2 separate regions of the Mus musculus genome follow, and region 1 is linked to region 2. The links are chromatin contacts, called in public HiChIP or PLAC-seq maps. All regions are on one chromosome and are shown on one strand. The core of a region is the stretch at or near the end of the contact, and the rest is flanking DNA. Distances in the headings are between cores, read along the strand shown.

Region 1 (2,700 bases), core at 154-2,653, 340 kb after region 2:
CCTCCCTACCATGATATTATAATGAAGATACTGCACTGGCTGGTTTTTATGACACAGCTAGAGTCTTCAGAAAGGAGGAAACTCAATTGAAAAAGAATGTCTCCCGTGAGTCTGTAAGGCATTTTCTTAATTAGTGATCTATGGGGGAGGGCCCAGCCCATCCTGAGGGGGGCCATCCCTAGGCAAATGATCCTGGGTTCTATAAGAAAGCAGGCTTAGCAAGCCAAGAGGAACAAGCCAGTAACCAGCACCCCTCGAAGGCCTCTGCATCAGCTCCTGCCTCCAGGGTTCTACCCTGTTTGAGTCCCTGTCCTGACTTCCTTCAATGATAAACAGCGATGAGGATGAGTGAGATGAATAAAGCCTTTCCTCCCCAGGTTGCTTTGGTCAGTGTTCCATCACAGCCGTTGTAACTTTAACTAAAACAGATACTATGGTCCCATTCATTTTGCAGGAAGCTAAGTCTTAGAGTAGATACTTTGTGTGTATTAATCTACACAGCTAGTGTAGTGACAGAATCCCAGGGTCTTCTGGACTCTGAAGCCCATTTCTCCTTCACTCAGCAGCAGACCTCAGAATGCTCGAAAGAAGCTTTGAGTAACCTGAATGCATCGTGTGAACAAGGCACACAAAGTGGAAGCCTTAGGCCTCTTGCTCAAGTCTAAATTCAAAAATTGTTTTCTAGGCAGGCTTCAAGATCAACAGAGGAAGATTCGCTTAGAATCAAGAAGAGGACAGATGGGAACTGAGACATGGCTCCGAAGTTAAGAGCACTGTCTGCTCTCGCAGAGGACTGTGGTTCAATTCCCAGCACCCAAATCATCTCTGCTTCCAGTCTTGGGGGATTATAAACTCTCTCCCGGCCTCCCTGGATATAATGCTCACATGTGGTACACAGACATATATGCAGGCAAAACACACATAAAAGAAATAATAAAAGAAAGAAAACTTTCAAAAAGGATAAAGTGTCAGGCATGGGAGTGCACTCCTTTAATCCCAACATTTGGGAGGCAGAGGCAGGCAGATGTCTGTGAGTTCGAGGCCAGACTGGTCTACATAGTGAGTTCCAGGAGAGACTCTGTCTCGACAAAAAAGAAAAAGGACAGAGAACCTCAAAATTAAGTCCCTTATTTCATAGTTCTTTGGAACAGTGTGAGGTGACCTCAGTGCTGAGTGGATCCGGAAGAAAAAGACCAGTTCAGGCCCCCGACTTCCTCCGGATCCACCTCAGTAAGCAGCGGTGACTTATCTCTTATGCTGTGTTCAGTGATCTTGATGAACGAGCCAGTCTCCGTGCCTGCAGCCTTAAACTCCAATTTCAGCAGCTCTGCACTCAGGGGAGAGGGCAGGGAGGGCGTGCTCACAAGCTGCGCTCCTCAGGTCAGCTAAGCTTACTCAGACATGGCCTCATGGGGGCATCAGAGGCAGTGGGTGGGGACTTGAGCCCGAGCCCCCGTGGGCTGGGCTGGGAATTGTAAAGAAACGCTGCTGAGAAGGATTTTGTTGTGGTTGTTCCCTTTGTTTACTTTGGGCAATGCTGTCATTTTTTTAAACTGACCCTTCCCAGATGAGGTCCTCAGTTTTCAGCTGAGTAAAGTCAGGGGCCTTGCCAACGGGGCATTTGAAAAGCTTTGTGGTCAGTTGCTGGAGGGAGTCCTGGGCAGCTGACACCCCTCCCCCACCCAGAGAAACACAGACAGGGCTGCTAACCTGCTGACTGCAGCCATGCGCCTGTAGAGCAGACCATCTTACCCCTCTGCCTTGGTGAGGCACTGTGGAAGGCCAGGCAACTTTCCACGGGAAGGGAGACGTTAGCCATAGCCCTCCCGGCCACTCTCCACCGGGCTCTGGCTCCCGGCCGCGTCCTGCGGGTGCCTGGGCTGGCGCTGGGCTGTAGTTGAGAATTGCTGGCATCCACTTCTTGGCTTAACACAAAACACTTTCCTTCAGGGATATAGATTCACATGGTAAATCCCAACCCAAAGGTGTGTGTGTAATATATGCTTTTCTTTTCTGACTTAAGTTGAACACCATCTGTGCAGCTATGTAGAAATGAGGGAAAAAAAGAAAGTTCCTTTGCTGTATGCTTTTAAAAAATTCTCTAGTTTCTTTTGGACCTCAGATACCAAAGAATGGAGTCTTTTATGTCTAAGATTAGAAACATCTGGTCTGCATGTCTAGGGAAGGCTAGACTATGGTAGGGTGTAGATTGCTAGACTAAGGTGGGTTGCCTTGCCCTTTTGAATTATTGCATCTTGAGTCTTAATGGACTGAAAGTCACTCAACACAACCTCTTAATTTTAATAACATGGAAAGAGGCCAGAGAGGTGAGGACTTACTGTCGGAGAGCTTGTGTCAAAGGTGAACCAGCACTCAGGTCGCCTTTGTCTGATCTCCACTGTAAACTGTGCTTAGGGAGGACTTGAGGACTAAACGGTAAACCACAAAATGCACAACCCCTGTATTTGGGGCCCTCACTTATCTCCAGTTCTGCAGTTTTCCCCGATGGATGTTCAGAAGAGAAGCCTGAGGCTCACACTGTGCCTACTGTGTGCCAGGCAGTTGCATATATTCCTCACCTCATCTTTACAACAGTTCTGTGAGGGAGACCTTGTTATGACTACTTCGTAGGTGATGGAGTTGAGAGGTACAGTTGCCCAGCTGTGCCCAACTAGAACAATGCAGCATCAGGACCAGAAT
Region 2 (2,700 bases), core at 173-2,672:
AGGCCAGCCTGGTCTACAAAGTGAGTTCCAGGACAGCCAGGGCTACACAGAGAAACCCTGTCAAAAAAACAAAACAAAACAAAAAACAAACAAACAAACAAAAACCTACATAGAGACCTTGTCTTAAAAGGGGGGGACGGGACTGAGAAATGGTCACCCTGTCTGGCCCTGAAATAAGTAAACCCCATAACTTCCTCGCAAATAGAAAAGAAGCAAGCTAAAGTCTAAGCTGGAACATTCAAATAAAACGCAGTGGTTTTGCAAGGGTGGGGAAGTGGATGTCAGTGGCGCTAAAAGCAAATCAGGAGGTTTAAGGGCACTGCTCCTTTCCCCTCCACACCTATACCCAGGCTCCAGCAGGGCGGGACAAGGGAGGGCACCATAGCAAAGAGGTTCCCTAAAAACTCAGTACTCATGGGTATAAGTGGAAAGGAAGCCCTGGGACTCTGAGCTCAGTGGACAAAGAGCAAAAGAGAAAACACCCAAGTAGCTGGGAGCCTGAAGCACAAAGCCCAGATGTGTCCCATCAACTCTGAGCAACCACAGTTACTTGGACGAGACTGAAGGGTGTTTACAAAGAAAGAAGGCATGTTTGTTTTTCTTTCACAAGTACATGTATCCACCCATCCACCCCACCCCACACACACAGTGAGAAACACACACACAATTTTTATCTTTCATCTCACAAAACCGAAGCACGGAGAAACACTGCTTCGTCTCTTTGGTCCATACTGGATCTTGCCACAGTGAACGACAGCAAGCAGTTAAACCACAACTGCAGCTGCAGGATCCTGAGGTCTGCTGCCCCCTGTGGCCGGCAGAGGAAAGGCTGCTGCTTTTCCTAAACAAAGTGCATCAGAGGCTTAGGCTGGGAGTCCTGTGCGTCCTGTCCCCTTGGATCAGTTTACGACAATAAAAATACATCTTGCATATCAGATATTTACATTATGATTCATAATAGCAGCAAAATTAGTTATGAGGCAGAAATAAAAATAATTTTATGGTTGCGGGGGTCACCACAACCTGAGGAACTGTATTAAGGGTTGCAGCATTAGGAAGGCTGAGGACCTCTGGCTTAGACACTTCCAGCTCAACAGTTAACAGGTGCTGTCTAGAAATGAGGCTAACTTGTTTATAACTGAGTACAACCTCGCCAGCTTTTGACTGAGGTTCTAGTGAGTCCTCCAACAAGCCCCGCGTTTTACTGGTCCCCACGGTGCTTGTCTGGGAGTGATCTATGTAGACCCTCTGAGCAGGCCACTCACCTCTGCTGGGCTGCTGAGAGCAGGTGAGCAGGTGTGAGCGAAGTTTCCTGCATCGCTCTCTTCACTTGCAGGACCCGCCTCGCTGGAGCCAAAAGCCGCTGCATCTCTAAGGTATCAACAGAAAGCCAGCAGTCCACAGCCCTTGGGAGAGATGCCCAACGATTCTGGGTTGGGCTTTATAAGACTCCAGGCTCTGGAAGCCCCGCCTCCGCTTATCGAGGCCCCTGCCTGCTTGGGGAAAAACTGGGCCAAAGGTCTCAGAACAAGTCAAAGGAAAACATCATGTCTAACATGTACATAGCTGCACTGTTCCTGGCTGGTATCTAGCTGGCTGGCTCTGAGACTTCATTGTTGGCCTTATTTTTGCCTAACCATGCAAGCTTGCATGCTCCTTCTAACACATCCAACAATCAGCAGTCACCCAACTCGTCTCTGCAGCCTCCTGATTCCTCTGCTGAGTGGCTCACCATCTGTTCCTAACCCCTAACCACTTTATGCAGTCAGATGTTATTCTTACCATTTCTATAAGAAGCAGCTTTCAAAACCAAAGAGTAATCCCCCCTCCACCTCCATTTCTTCTTAAATACCCCAGGCTAGCCTTGAACTTGAAATCAGTCTTCCTCCCTCAGCCTCCATGAGCACTGTGATTACTGGTATAACCTTTTAATACCAGCTCTTCAAGCAGTTGAGAGTAGGTGTTGACGCACATCTGACGGGCTGGCTGGCTTTGGTCTGTGGAGCTGGTTGTTTTCCTCTTATCTTTATTGTCCGTCATTATGCTTACACAGAGCTTCACAGAGCTTCCAAGAGGGACGCAGCAGATGCTGCTAGAGAGGTTCAGAATCCCTCAAAAGGAGACTGTCTTGAAGTTCAGGCTTTCCTAGGAAGGAGAAGTTTATTACAAGTTGGATTTTAGAGACAGGGAGGACAGAGTCCTCAAAGACCCATGTCTACAAAGCTGCAGAGTGGGGATCCCCCAGCATCTTTTGACTCCGGACTGTGCATGTAATTGTGCTCCTATGAGTGTGCACCTGTGGCTGTGTGCATGCAGCCATGCTCCCACTTGAGCACACCTGTGGCTGCCAGGGGCTAGCATCAATACCATCCTTTAGCACTCTCAATCTTAGTCTTAAAATGATGTGTGTCTCTCCCTCTGAACCTGGAGCTTGCCTATTGGGGTGGCCAAAAGGGCTCCTAGGATCTTCCTGCCTCTGCGGTTCCAGAGCTGGGGTACGGGTATGTGCTTTTACACAGGTATGGGGTTCCAAACTCAGGCTCCACACTTTCACTTTACCCACTGAGCCACCCATCCAGATCCTCTACTACTTCTTAAGACAAAAGTCTTAAAGATGAGTCTCTATCTCATGCTCCTCATGTAGAAAGTCCCTATGTCTCACTCACACAGCAGTTGAAGCAGTTAACCCTGATATCTAAT

Evidence for each region. HiChIP or PLAC-seq counts read pairs in DNA pulled down with a chosen protein or histone mark.
Region 1: an HNF4G HiChIP or PLAC-seq map of pancreatic cancer cells shows a contact between it and region 2. The contact joins the enhancer-like site here to the promoter of Hmgcs2 in region 2. A contact is called at or near these places in 3 of 39 promoter capture datasets (cranial neural crest, embryonic stem cells and liver), 1 of 15 datasets of contacts at CTCF or cohesin (the NIH/3T3 cell line), 2 of 484 Hi-C or Micro-C datasets (cortical neurons and forebrain), 6 of 115 datasets of contacts at active chromatin or transcription factors (the SCID.adh cell line, acute myeloid leukemia, astrocytes and 2 more) and 1 of 9 other capture datasets (embryonic stem cells).

The regions. Positions count from the first base shown.
Region 1 is chr3:97,941,399-97,944,098 of GRCm38.p6, reverse strand. The region is part of intron 1 of Gm5544 (predicted gene 5544); the gene reads right to left. Among named protein-coding and RNA genes, the nearest start is that of Gm5544, 13 kb to the right of the region's middle. RefSeq lists an enhancer at 1,212-2,188. Within about 2 kb of position 1,403, at least 139 of the 459 cell types and tissues checked have an H3K27ac peak or open chromatin away from gene starts, as enhancers often do. A contact at or near this core is called in the SCID.adh cell line, astrocytes, cortical neurons and 3 more, where this site is marked.
Region 2 is chr3:98,279,153-98,281,852 of GRCm38.p6, reverse strand. It overlaps Hmgcs2 (3-hydroxy-3-methylglutaryl-Coenzyme A synthase 2), which reads right to left and starts at 1,422. Exons shown (of 10, transcript NM_008256.4): 1 at 1,266-1,422. The coding sequence starts at 1,369.